2 separate regions of the Ovis aries genome follow, and region 2 is linked to region 1. Evidence: chromatin contacts called from public Hi-C data. All regions are on one chromosome and are shown on one strand. Each heading gives the region's core, a stretch centred on a gene start, on an enhancer-like site or on the middle of the called end of the contact. The rest is flanking DNA. Distances are from core to core; before and after follow the strand shown. Region 1 holds the start of COG1 (component of oligomeric golgi complex 1). Region 2 overlaps SLC39A11 (solute carrier family 39 member 11).

Region 1 (5,964 bases), core at 2,953-5,452:
TCACTGGCTCCCGCGTCACTGGACGCCACTGCAGCCCGGGGCCTGCATCCGCCTGAACCTGCAGATCCTCACTGCTGGGCAAAGGGCAGGAGGCGGTGCGAGTGCCGTCTGAATTTTGCTTCGTTTTTGTCTGCTTCTTCTGGCTTTTGATGTTCTGAAATTTTCTTTGAAGCTAGTAATGTGACAAAGATCAAGGACCGCAGAGTCAGACTAACTGAGATCCGAAGACTGACTCAGCCACCGACTGCCTGTGTCATCTCGGACAGGTGCCTCGCTCCTGATGAAACCCTGTTTTACAATCAGATGAGTGGAAGACAAGCTACGCTATAGAAGTGCTGTGAGAATTAAATATAATGCATGCAAAGTGCTGAAGTGGTGCTTGAAATGACAGCTATTATAATCGGCAGAATGCTAGGTTTGATTTCAGGAGCCCAGGGTGATCTAAATGTCATCTCTTGAACTTAAAACGCTGCCTGCTTAAAATCCTACCCCAAAAGATTTAAGGAGAAAGGAGGAAATTTTGTCCTCAGGAGTTGCCGCACTATGCCTGCCAATGCAGGGGTCACGGGTTTGATCCCAGGTCCGGGAAGATTCCACATGGCATGGAGCAAAAAAGCATGGGCACCACAACTTTTCAGCCCACGCTCCACAACAAGAGAAGCCGCTGCAGTGAGAAACCGCACACCGCCAAGAGCAGCCTCCACTCGACCCAACTAGGGAAAGCCCACATGCACACACAGCAACAGAGACCCAAAGACCCAGTGCAACCAAAAATAAATAAATATATTTTTAAGTTAACAACAACAAAAAAAGAGTTGCCACAAGATACACATATACACATGCAGTCATCTCTAAATAAAATGAAAAGATGGCAAAATACTGAGTGAAGGAAGTCATACAGAGAAGGTGAAATATCATAGGATGTCCTTTATATGTGCAATCTAAAATGAAATGATACAAATAAATTTATTTAGAATATAGAAACAGACTCATAGACTTAGAGAATGAACCTATGGTTGGGGGAGGAGGCTGGGGGAAGAGACAGTTAGGGAATTTGGGATGGACATGTACACACTGCTATATTGAAAATAGATGACCTACTGTGTAGCACAGGGAACTCTGCTCAGTGTTATGGGGCAGCCTGGATGGGAGGGGAGTTTGGGGGAGAATGGATACGCGTCTATGTGTGGCTGAGTCACTCCGCTATGAACCTGGAACTATCACAATATTATTAATCGGCTCTATCTAGTATAAAACAGTAAGTTTTCTTTTTTTTAAGATGGCAATAAAATGAGGAGCTACCTTCTACTTGTGCGCTTCCTCGAAGAAAAAAAAAAGAAAGACTATTTCACATCTCAGCCCTGGCTCCCAGCCCAGTGCCTTGCCCAGTTGCTGGAGCTGAACTCCGTGCCCACATCCTGGTTTTACTGGAACCACGAAGCAGGAGGCGGAGGAAGAAGAAAGCCTCACTGCCACATCCATGCAGAGGGGCTGGGAAAGGGGCCGTGGAGAGTGAAGAGTCCAACACACAGTTCCCGCAGCCCCTGGAGTCCCCCAGCGCCCAGGCAAGAAGCCGGCTTGGTGACAGCCTCTGTTGGGCTCTCGGATCTGCAAACAGAAGAGCAACAGTGGCATCTTCAGGGCAGCCGGGGGAACTTGGCTGGGGAGGCAGAGAGAAGGCGTGCAGAAAGCCCTGCCTTCGGAACACACTCTGCTGCGATGTCAGCCTGCCCTTTCTCTACCTGAAATGACAGCTGTGTGCGCCAGGGCCGCCCACCCCATGCCAACCCTGAGGCCCCCGCACCCAAGCTGATTGCTGACATTCCTCCCGCTTGCTGTTCCAAAGATGCCAGCCAAACTCTCATTCGTGGAGCCAGAAACTCAGAGGGTATAGGTCAGTTGGAGTCTCTAGGGCAAGCAACTGAAAGTGTTTTGATTTTGAAATATATCAATAAGATATTGGACTGCCCATAAAACCCCTGGGGAAGCTGGGGAACCCTGCGCAGCAAAGAGACAGGAACCAAGGAAAGTGAACCTTCAGAATCTAATCGAAACACAAGACACTGGGGAGGTCACCCCGGCTGTCGCTGGCAGCTGGATGTTACAGCTGGATTCAGTGTCTCTGCTGCCCCTGGAGAGTGGATGTTTGTAGGGGACACCTCTGTCACCGCCAAAATGAAGTCTCCCTGCTCCTCGACATCACTAGCTCTCCATCTAAAGTCCCAGGAGGGTTGTGTCTGATTGGCCAATCCCAGCTCAGCTGCGAGTGGAACAGAGAGATGTTGCCAGACAGCGGTGATTCTCAAACACAGAAGAGAGATCCTGCGGGCGATGGGAAGCCAAGCAGCAGCAAGTGTCCCTACCAGATGGGGTTGCGGTGACAACAAAGAGCAGACCTGCCACCAGGAAGCGCTTTGAGTTTGTGGGACGTTGCAAGAGAAAGTAGAAAAGGAAGTCAAAATTCTAGGTCTCAGTGCTTGTTCTGTCTCTGATTATGCGGCGGGAATAAATGAGCTTCTCTGGGGTTTTTGTCAGACAGAATAATTATCCCTACCTCCTTTCCAGGGCTGAAGTGTACATGGGATCACGTTGTGGATGGACTTTTGACGGTTACACCTAGTAAATCCATTCTGGGTTTAAAGCCTCTCTGGGTCCCAGGTTACCCACCTGTCAAATACCCTAGGTTGCAGGGCTGCTGCTGCTGAGTCGCTTCAATCGCGTACGACTCTGTGCGATCCCATAGAGGGCAGCCCACCAGGCTCCCCCGTCCCTGGGATTCTCCAGGCAAGAACGCTGGAGTGGGCTGCCATTGCCTTCTCTGAGGTGGCAGGGCTACGGTGAGGTAAACTAGAATACTATCTCTGTGCAGTTGCTAAGTCATGTCCCAACTCTGCAACCCCATGGACTGTATCCCGCCAGGCGCCCCTGTCCATGTGATTCTCCAGGCAAGAATCCTGGAGTGAGTCGCCATTTCCTCCTCCAGGGAGAGTACTATAAAGGAGTGGTTCAACTGACAGATTGAAATTTTTTGATGCCTGGGATTTGTCTCAAAATCACGGGGATGGTGGGAGGGAGAGGATGTGGGGCTGGGGCATTCATGAGGGTGACCATGACTGAGTAACTGTAAGACCCAGCTGGTGGACATACCAGTATCATTCTCTCTGCATTAATGTGCATATGAAATCTTCAGTAATTTTTTTTTTTTTTTTTTGGCAAATGAAGGGTCTTGGAAACACTTAGAAGAAACAGGTCATACTCTCCAAATTTTATTATGAGTCAGTTAGGCGTCCTCCCCACCCCCACCCCACCCCTCCTCCCAGGCATCGTTTACTCAGGCATTCGAGTCTTTTCCTCACTGCCCACTACCCTCCTCGCCGCACTGGTGCCAATGTAAGGTTCTATCAGGGGAAACATCTTTGAAGGTACAACACTGGTTTGAAACCAAACCCAAAAACCCAAAAGAAATAACCGAGCAATGAAAACCAGAAGCAAACGAGCGCGCGCACACCCCTGCGCTCCGACCGCGTCCCGAGCATCTGTGAAGTTACTTTCCAATGAACGAAAACGGACTCCCAGGTCCCTCTTCCTAACATCGCATTCGGTGGATGCCCAGAGGAAACAACGAACAACAAGGACGCCCCAGAAAGCTGCAGGCTGAGAGCCAGGGATGGGGGTCCAGCGGTCAGCTCCGTGCGCCCACCCGGCTCCCAGCCCGACCCGGACACGGCGCCGGCCGGGGGCCCGGAGGAGAAGAAGGCCGACCCAGGGGAAGGGGACGGGCCAAGAGTGCCATCGACCCCTCTTAGGGGAAAGACCGCGATCCGGCGCCGCCGCGAGGGGCCTGGCGAGGGGACCCGAGCATCCCGAGGAGGGGTTATAATCAGACCGCCGGCGCTTGAGGACATTTAATCGCGACGGGGAAGCGCTGCACCAGCGCTAGGAGAGGCTTCAGACCTGAGTGAGGCTGCGCCCCAACACACCTGCGGGCTCAGCGACCCAACAGCCACACAGGCTCCGTTTTTAAAAAGTGCCGCCCAACCACTGAAAAAAAACCAGTTTAAAAACAGTGCCGCCCATCACTGGCTCCGCCCCTCGGCCGCCCCGAACAAGCCCGGCCCCGCCCCCACCCACCGGGCGGAAGCGCCTCCGCCCTCAACCAAGATGGCCGCGGGGCGGCGCGGCCGGGCGGAAGTGCCCTGCTGGGGCGCCGACGCGTCCATCATGGCGGCCACGGCCGCCTCACCCGCTCTGAAGAGGCTGGACCTCCGCGACCCCGCGGCGCTCTTCGAGACCCACGGCGCGGAGGAGATCCGCGGGCTGGAGCGCCAGGTGCGCGCCGAGATCGAGCACAAGAAGGAGGAGCTGCGGCAGATGGTGGGCGAGCGGTACCGCGACCTGATCGAGGCGGCCGACACCATCGGCCAGATGCGCCGCTGCGCCGCGGGGCTGGTGGACGCCGTGAGGGCCACCGACCAGTACTGCGCCCGCCTCCGCCGGGCCGGCTCGGCCGCGCCCCGGCCGCCGCGGGACCCGCAGGTCAGCCCCGCGCCCGCGCCCCGGCCCGGCGGGCCCGGCCCGGCGGGGAGGCGGGCGCCCCGGCCGGGGCCCACCCGCCTCAGGAGGCGCCCCCGCCGCCCCCTGCCCCCGCGGCCGGCGTGCGGCACTCCTGCCGCCCTCCCCGCGTTGCTGGCCGTTTCCCCGCGGCTCCTCGGGAGCCTCCCGGGCTCCAGGCCTCGCCTCCCTCACCTCAGTCCTGGGGTCGCCGGGCTTCCTTTCTCATGGAAACGCTGGGTGTGCAGCCCTGTTCCCGGTTTCCCGACATCGTTTCGGGAACAGAGTTCTCCCCTGTGTCGACCACCTCCCCTCCCCGCTCGTTCCTTCCTCCCGCCCCCCACCCCCACTCCACTCCCAGGAACAACTTCCAGGCTGCAAAGAGGCCTGCGACCCTTTGCAGCAGGTCGTTGGAGGGTAGCCACCAGTCCCCGGGCTCTCATCTTTTAATAGAGGAACAGGTTCATTTTAAGGAACTAAGGTGATAAGGAATCTGCCTGCCAGTGCAGGAGACACAGCAGGTTCGATCCCTAATCCAGGAAGATCCCACATGCCTTAGAGCAGCTAAGCCCCCTGCAGCATAACTGTTGAGCCTGTGCTCTTGAGTCCGCACACCCTAGAGCTGGGGCTCCACAAGAGAAGCCACTTCAATGAGAGGCCTGCACACAAACTCCAAAGTAGCTCCCTCCCTCACCGCCCCCCCTTCACCCCGCTACCCTCCACGCCCCCTTCACCCCGCTACCCCCCACGCCCCCTTCACCCCCCCCACCCCCGCCCCGGTGAGAATCGGTGGATTCAAAGGTCCCTGGAAGAAAGCAGTGAAGGACAGGCAACCCTTGACCACCAGGCTGAGATACTCAGTTCAGTTCAGTCTCCCATTCGTGTCTGACTTAGAACTGGGCAAACATAAGATCTACATGACCTTTGAAGAATGTCATTTGACAGGAAGGGAAAAGGATAGATTGGAGGGGAGAGAGAAAGCACAGAGTGCAAGAGCAAGGTTTTCGGGTCCACGTAAGGGTGAGATGACCATAACCTGCAGTGGAACCCGGGAAGTGACGGCAGGAACCTGGGCGCAGACGTGTCAGCAGAACCATCAGAAGGACGTGGACTTCCTGGGATGTGGTGGTCTGTGCAGACATGTTGAGGGAGGTCAGATGGCTGTAATTTTTGGTAGGAAGATGAGCCTCGTGTTAAATGTAGTGATTATAGAGTGAAACAAAGTCCCAGGGGAAGTGTCCAGACACAGCAGAAGAGGCTCGATGGGCAGTGGTGAGGTCTGCGTGCTGTGCTGTGATCTGCATGGAGGTGACGCTTCAGGGAAGAGAGCGGTGAAGAGAGAGGACAGACTTAAGATGAGTAGAGGCATGAGGCTGGACCCAAATTCAGGGGAAGGTTGGTGAAGAGGAACAG
Region 2 (6,325 bases), core at 3,299-5,798, 330 kb before region 1:
TCCCTATATGAAAATAACATTAGCTTCTATACAGAAAACTCAAAGCAACCCACAAAGTAACCATTAGAGCTACAAACGAGTTCAGTAAAGCTTCAGGATACAAGATAAATACAACTCCCCAATCCACTACACACTAACAAAAGGTCACAAAGGCTTGAAAATGACCCCCCAAGGAGTGAAATGAGGTCGGCAATGCTGTAAAAGGTCTCATTCCCCATCCTGAGCACTGGGAGTGTTGGCTCCAGGGGCTCTGACTCCATGACTGGGGGCCTGAGCACCACAAAGGTCAAGGTCAGATGCACACTCCCTGCACGCCCTGGTCATGGTCAGGGAGGGCCCTGGGGGCCTATGGGGGTCTGCACTCCTCCACTAAACGGCAGACAAAATGCACCATGACCAAGTGCTCCAAGAAACTAAAAAGGCAAATTGTCATGTGATACAGCAATCCCACCTCCGGGTATATACACAGAAGAATTGAAAGCAGGATCCCAAAGAGATACTGGTGTGTCCATCTCTTATGTTCCCTGCATAGGCAGCCGGGTCCTAGCGCACCAACTGGGAAGCCCCCAGTGGAACATCCAGTCAGCCTTAAATAGGAAGGAAATCCAACATACGCCACAACATGGAAGAACCTTAAGGACGTCAATAAATCTGTCATAAAAAGACAAATAAAAGGGGTTTCCCTGGGGGCCCAGGGGTTAAGTAAGAATCCACCTTGCATTTCAGAGGATGCAGGTTTGCTCCCTGGTCTGGGAAGATCCTACATCCCTCGGGGTGATTAAGCCCCTGCACCACAGCTACTGAAGCCTGAGTGCCCCGCGCTCCGAGAAGCTCGAGCACCGCAGCTAGAGAGGAGCCCCTGTGCGCTGCAGCTAGAGGAAAGCCTGAACAGCAGTGCAGACGGGGTGCAGACAGAAACAACACAAATAAACACACTGATAAAAGTTACAGAACAGAGAACAGCATTTTAAAAATGATAATAAAATAAAAAGGCAAAGACAAAATGATCCCCTTTATATGAGGTTCCTGGAGTAAGGAGTCAGTCACAGAGCCCAAAAGTAGAGTAGGGGTTGCCTGGGGCTGGGCGGGGTGGGGGTCGGGGGTGAGGGGAGGGGTTACTGTTTACTGGGGACAAGGTTTTCAGTTTTTTTTAAGATGAAAAGGGTTCTGGAGATGAGGAACATGATGGCTACACAGCAACGTGATGTACTTACTGATACCATCATACACTTAAAAATGGTGAATTTTATGTATGTAAGCATGCGTGCTAAGTTGCTTCAGTCCTGTACAACTCTTTGCAACCCCGTGGACTGTAGCCCGCCAGGCTCCTTTCTGCATGGGATTCTCCAGGCAGGAACACTGGAGTGGGTTGCCATGCCCTTCTCCAGGGGATCTTCCCGACCCAGGGATTGAAACCGTGCCTCCTGCGGCTTCTGCACCGCAGGCAGATTCTCTGCCGCTGAACCACCAGGGGAGCCCCTTACCGCACGTACACTCCATCACAATTAAATTTTTTAAAATAAGACAAAGCAAAACACCACGACACACGGAAAGAGAAGAGACATCTCGGGAGAAAGGAAACAGCTTTTTTTCCTGCTTTTTGAACAAAAGACATTGCCTTCTCATTTTGTGTGAGGTCCTGCCCATCATGCAGTCATCTGTCCTCCCGTCAGAAAAAGCTGGCGTTTCTCCGGGTGTCATTCACTCACCTGCAGTGAAACGCTGGCCTTAAGAGGCCCTGTCCTCTGAAGTGGTCCCTCTCTCCCCTGACTTGGGAAAACCATGACCTTGGGAAGCATAATCCCCTTCGGAAGGGACAGTGGAAACAGGGTGGGAAGTCTCCTAAGCCCCTCTTCTCCACTTTCCTTCTAGAACCTCAGCTGTCACGCTGTGGGGTGCTTCCTGGAACAGCGGAGCCTTAACAATGTTCATTTGCCCCCTGACCTCCCACCTGGAGATGGTCAAGGGTGAAAGCTGGCTGGAGGGGGGCTGAGGTCAAGGCGCCAGATGGAAGCCTTGGGGCCACGGCAGTTCCCGTGCCAGGCTGGGCCACGGGGTGTTTGGCCAGGGGTCCTGGGCTAGCAGCACTGGTCTGAGCTTGGGAAATGGTGTGGCTTTGGGCAAGTCACTTGCCTTCTGACTTTCTCCAGCGTGAAAAGAGGCTTCCTGAGGTCTCTCTCAGAGCCAAGGTCAGGTCAGAAGGGCATTGCTCGTTTGTAACATGACGATGGTGTCTTGGCCTCCGAGACTTTTTCCATCGCTTCTCCCTTGCCTGCACTCAAAACTACCCATTGCAGGCCCCTCCGTCTCCTGCGAAGCCCCCCTGAGCAGGCCTGGGGCTGCCTCCGCTCCCCACCTGCAGGCCGCGGTCAGGACATCACGCAGGAGGGAGCTGGCGGGGGCTGCCCCCAGCCCGCGCTTCTGGACAGAATGAAAACCCCGACGCCCCATCTGATGGAATCACACCGAAGAAAGGAAACTTGTCTCTTAAGAACAAGCGAGAGACTGATGACTGAAGGCCCAAAGAATTTTGTGGTTGGGCATTTTTTTTTTCCTGTTGTTTGTTTTCTGGCACAATCTGCCTCTGTTTCGGAGCCGACGGCCACGGTGCCCGTGACAAAGGCCTCTTTCTTACGACAGTTTAATAGCTCCGATGTGGGGGACAGCCCCGACTCCCGCGGGGCAGCCTCTGGAGGCGGCCTCTCAGGAAAGGAGAGAGCCTTGCTTTCGTCCAGTTGGGTCCAAACTGAACTGAGAGAGGCTTAAGGAAACAACAACAAAAAAAACCCAAACCAAATGGGAAACTCCTTTCGAAACAGGAAGTGAAGGCTTGGGTGGGGAAGACAAAATGTGTCAGGAGAGAGGAGAGACTGGACCCAAGAGGGATGCTCAGGGCTCACTGCCTGCTGAGGGCGGAGGGGAGAAATCTACGGGGGCGGAGAGATTCGGATGGAGATGTGGGGGGCGGGGGCGCGTGTGTATCGATTCCCTACGGCCGTAACCAAGGCCGCCATCCAGGCGGCTGAAGACATCAGAGACGCATTCTCGTGGTCTGGCGGCTAGAGGCTCAAAAGCAAGTGTCAGCAGGACCACCCTCGCTCGGAAATCTCTAGGGAAGGTCCTCCCTCAGCTTGTCCAGCTTCCGGCAGCAGTGGGCACTCCTGGACACTTCTTGGCTTCTGGCTGAGTCACTCTGATCTCTGGTTCCCTCGGGGTGTCTCGTCACCCAGCCTCCTCCTGTGTGTGTGCCTGTGTGTCTCTTCTCCTTGCCTTATAAAGACACTGGTCATAATGGATTTGCGCGTGCGTGCTCAGTTGCTGGGTCGGATCTGACTCTTCTGCGACCCCACGGACTGCAGCACCTCTGTCTGCGGGATTTCCCGGGCAAGGATACTGGAGTGGGCTGCCATTTCCTCCTCCAGGGGATCTTCTGACTCAGGGATTGAACCTGCGTCTCTCTCGTCTCCTGCATCGGCAGATGGATCCTTTACCATTGCGCCTCCTGGGAAAATAATCCCGCACGTGGAAAGCACTCACTAAATGTTTCACAGCTACCAGACGCAGGGCTGGGAGGCAGAGAGCTGGGGCAGGGGTGTTAATTCTGGGCTTCCGCACCCCTGCCACCTGCCATAAGCTTGACCTCAGGGAAAGCCCTGGGCTCCGGATTCTCACCTGGCTACTGGGAGGGCAGTAAGGACTGAGCAGTGCATGTAAACAGCCCCTAAAGGCAGCCACCAGTGCCACGCCGCAAACCCACTAATGCGCCCACTCTGCTCTCCTAGCTGGCCCGGCAAAAGGCAGTGGATCAACGCCAGCACCCATCCGAGCCCCGCCGGTGACTCTGGAAAGCGCAGTTGCTTTCTGCCTCTCGCTGCGTGTGACAAGCAGTCCCGGAGGATGGACAGGGCAGCAGTGGGTACGCAGGAGGGAGAAGTCTGTGTCATCCCCAGCGCCTGGGAGAGCCACAGAGAAAAGACGAGGCTGCTCTTCAAGAGCCTCGTGGGGTCCACGCCTCCCCTCAAGCCCGCCCCGGGCTAGACAGAACACACGTTGTGCTGAGATCGGTCCCCGGTGCCAAGACGGTCAGCCCTGTCGCCAGGCACTCGGGTGGGGGTGGCCGGGGGCCGCGGAGGAGGAGGTGGAGGAGGCTGCCCTGCACAAATGGGCTCCTTGTGCTGCTGATGAGAGAAGCAGCCGCCGGGCAGACCGGGCAGGGCAGCTCGGAGCCGCCTCCTTGTTCTGGACCCGAAGCCCGTGCCGTGACACTGGCGAGAGTGGAGAGGGTCCAGGGATCCGGGGGCGGAGGGCAGTGCGCGCAACAGAGAAGCAGCTTGTGCTATACAGAGGGGACTGCCCACTTGAAATCATCCATAGAATTCAGGAGGGCCATCAGGGCCAGGTGCAGAGCAGACCACACCCAGCCTGGTCCCGGGCCCCACGCAGAGAACAGAAGAGGCCCCCAGCGAGGGTGCAAGACGGGGAAATAGATGCACGCAGTATCAGAGTGAGAGCCAGCCGCACGCCAGCTCAGCACTTAGGCCGGACGGCAAAGCTGGCCTGGGAGGGCCGGGGCGGGGAGGAAGAATGTGAAGGCCCGGCATCTGCAGGCCGAGCCCGAGTCACAGGAGGTCAGGGGCCCCAGGCTCCTGGACCCAGGCCTCTGGCCTGGAGCCCGAAGGACCCTTGTCTCCCGCATCAGCAGGTGGGTCCTTTACCACGGAGCCGCCTGCGAAGCCCAAGAACATAACTGCATACTGTTACTGAAAAGGGCTTTTGTGCATTTGAATAGAGAGAGAATTAAGTCCCTGTCTGGGGCAGGGGTGGTGCAGAAAGGACTTGGTTTTATCCTGAGTTTATGAACTAATTTTTGGTGATAAATACAGATCGTAAGAGATAGCGACTGGCTGTGAGAGCAGCTTTTCTCAATGCCTTTACTTCGCAAACTAGAGAAGGTAGCATTTGCACATGTCTTCGCATGCCTGGGGGACACGTGTTGTCCTACAATCACCAGCAGTCCTGGAACCATAGCTGCCACCCTCCTTTCTCACGTGACACGGCTGGAAACGGACATGTAGGTAGTGAGAGCCCAGGGCACAGGCAGGAGACCAGGTGCGGGGGACCCAGAGTCTTGCCCTGATGCCCCACTGCCACACGGTGGCGCTGTCTGCCAACAAGCTGCCGATTCCACCGGCGCCTGATAATTCCAGGGAAGGCTAGGCAGCTGTGTTGGGGGACGGGAAAGTAAAATGTACTTATGGGGAGGAGCTGTCAATAGACGATTCTAGAATTCCAGGCTGGAAGACTCTGCAGAGTCCCTTGGACTGCAAGGAGATCAAACCAGTCAATGGTAAAGGAAATCAGTCCTAAATATTCATTGGAAGGACTGTTGCTAAAGCTGAAACTCCAATACTTTGGCCACCTGATGCTAAGAATTGACTCATTGGAAAAGACTCTGATGCTGCAAAAGACTGAAGGTAGGAGGAGAAGGGGACGACAGAGAATGAGATGGTTGGATGGCATCACTGACTCAATGGACATGAGTTTGAGTAAACTCTGGGAGTCGGTGAAGGACAGGGAAGCCTGGCCTGCTGCAAGCCATGGGGTTGCAAAGAGTCAGACACGACTGAGCGATTGAACTGAAGAATTCCAGGCAAGGCAGTTTAACGGGTTCAAGAGAAGAACTTGTCTGCTCAAATAGAATGGAAAGTGCCATCTGCTATTGCAAATAAAAAGCAGCACAAGAATTTACTTCCAGTTTTGCTGACACGATGGAAGGGGTGGCGGTAGGGAGGAGTCTGTGTGTGTGGCTGGTCAGGGTGTGTCCTCACACTGGGGCTCCACGTCTCAGGCGAGAGACCGCTCTGCAGCAAGCCAAGACTGGGCTGTGGCTTCCCCAACCCAGGAAAGCCGAGATGCAATTCAGAAGGTGAAGACTTCCTCCTTGAGGAAGAGATGGTCTTGTCAGGGCTCCCCAGAAGTCTGGGAACTTGGTCCCGCCACAGGGAGGTCTGGGGCATTAGCAGAGCAGCCTGCGATGTGGAGATGGCCCTGGAAGCCTGCTCCTTAAAAGATGCTGCTGCTGCTGCTAAGTCACTTCAGTCATGTCCGACTCTGTGCGACCCCAGAGATGGCAGCCCAACAGGCTCCCCCGTCCCTGGGAGTCTCCAGGCAAGAACACCGTAGTGGGTTGCCATTTCCTTCTCCAATGCATGAAAGTGAAAAGTGAAAGTGAAGTCTCTCAGTCATGTCCAACTCTTAGCAACCCCATGGGCTGCAGCCCACCAGGCTCCTCCGTCCATGGGATTTTCCAGGCAAGAGTACTGGA

What was found. Hi-C and Micro-C count contacts between places; a contact is called where the count stands out from the background.
Region 2: a contact with region 1 is called in a Hi-C map of hypothalamus, with 5 times the contacts expected there. The contact joins the enhancer-like site here to the promoter of COG1 in region 1. A contact is called at or near these places in 6 of 16 Hi-C or Micro-C datasets (blood, hypothalamus, liver and 1 more).

The regions. Positions count from the first base shown.
Region 1 is chr11:57,319,940-57,325,903 of ARS-UI_Ramb_v3.0, reverse strand. It overlaps COG1 (component of oligomeric golgi complex 1), which reads left to right and starts at 4,202. Exons shown (of 14, transcript XM_027974014.3): 1 at 4,202-4,536. The coding sequence starts at 4,222. SLC39A11 (solute carrier family 39 member 11) reads right to left here and starts at 4,879. Exons shown (of 10, transcript XM_042256462.2): 1 at 4,747-4,879.
Region 2 is chr11:57,651,299-57,657,623 of ARS-UI_Ramb_v3.0, reverse strand. All of the region lies in intron 7 of SLC39A11 (solute carrier family 39 member 11), which reads right to left. Among named protein-coding and RNA genes, the nearest start is that of SSTR2, 300 kb to the right of the region's middle. Within about 2 kb of position 4,548, at least 10 of the 54 cell types and tissues checked have an H3K27ac peak or open chromatin away from gene starts, as enhancers often do. A contact at or near this core is called in hypothalamus, where this site is marked.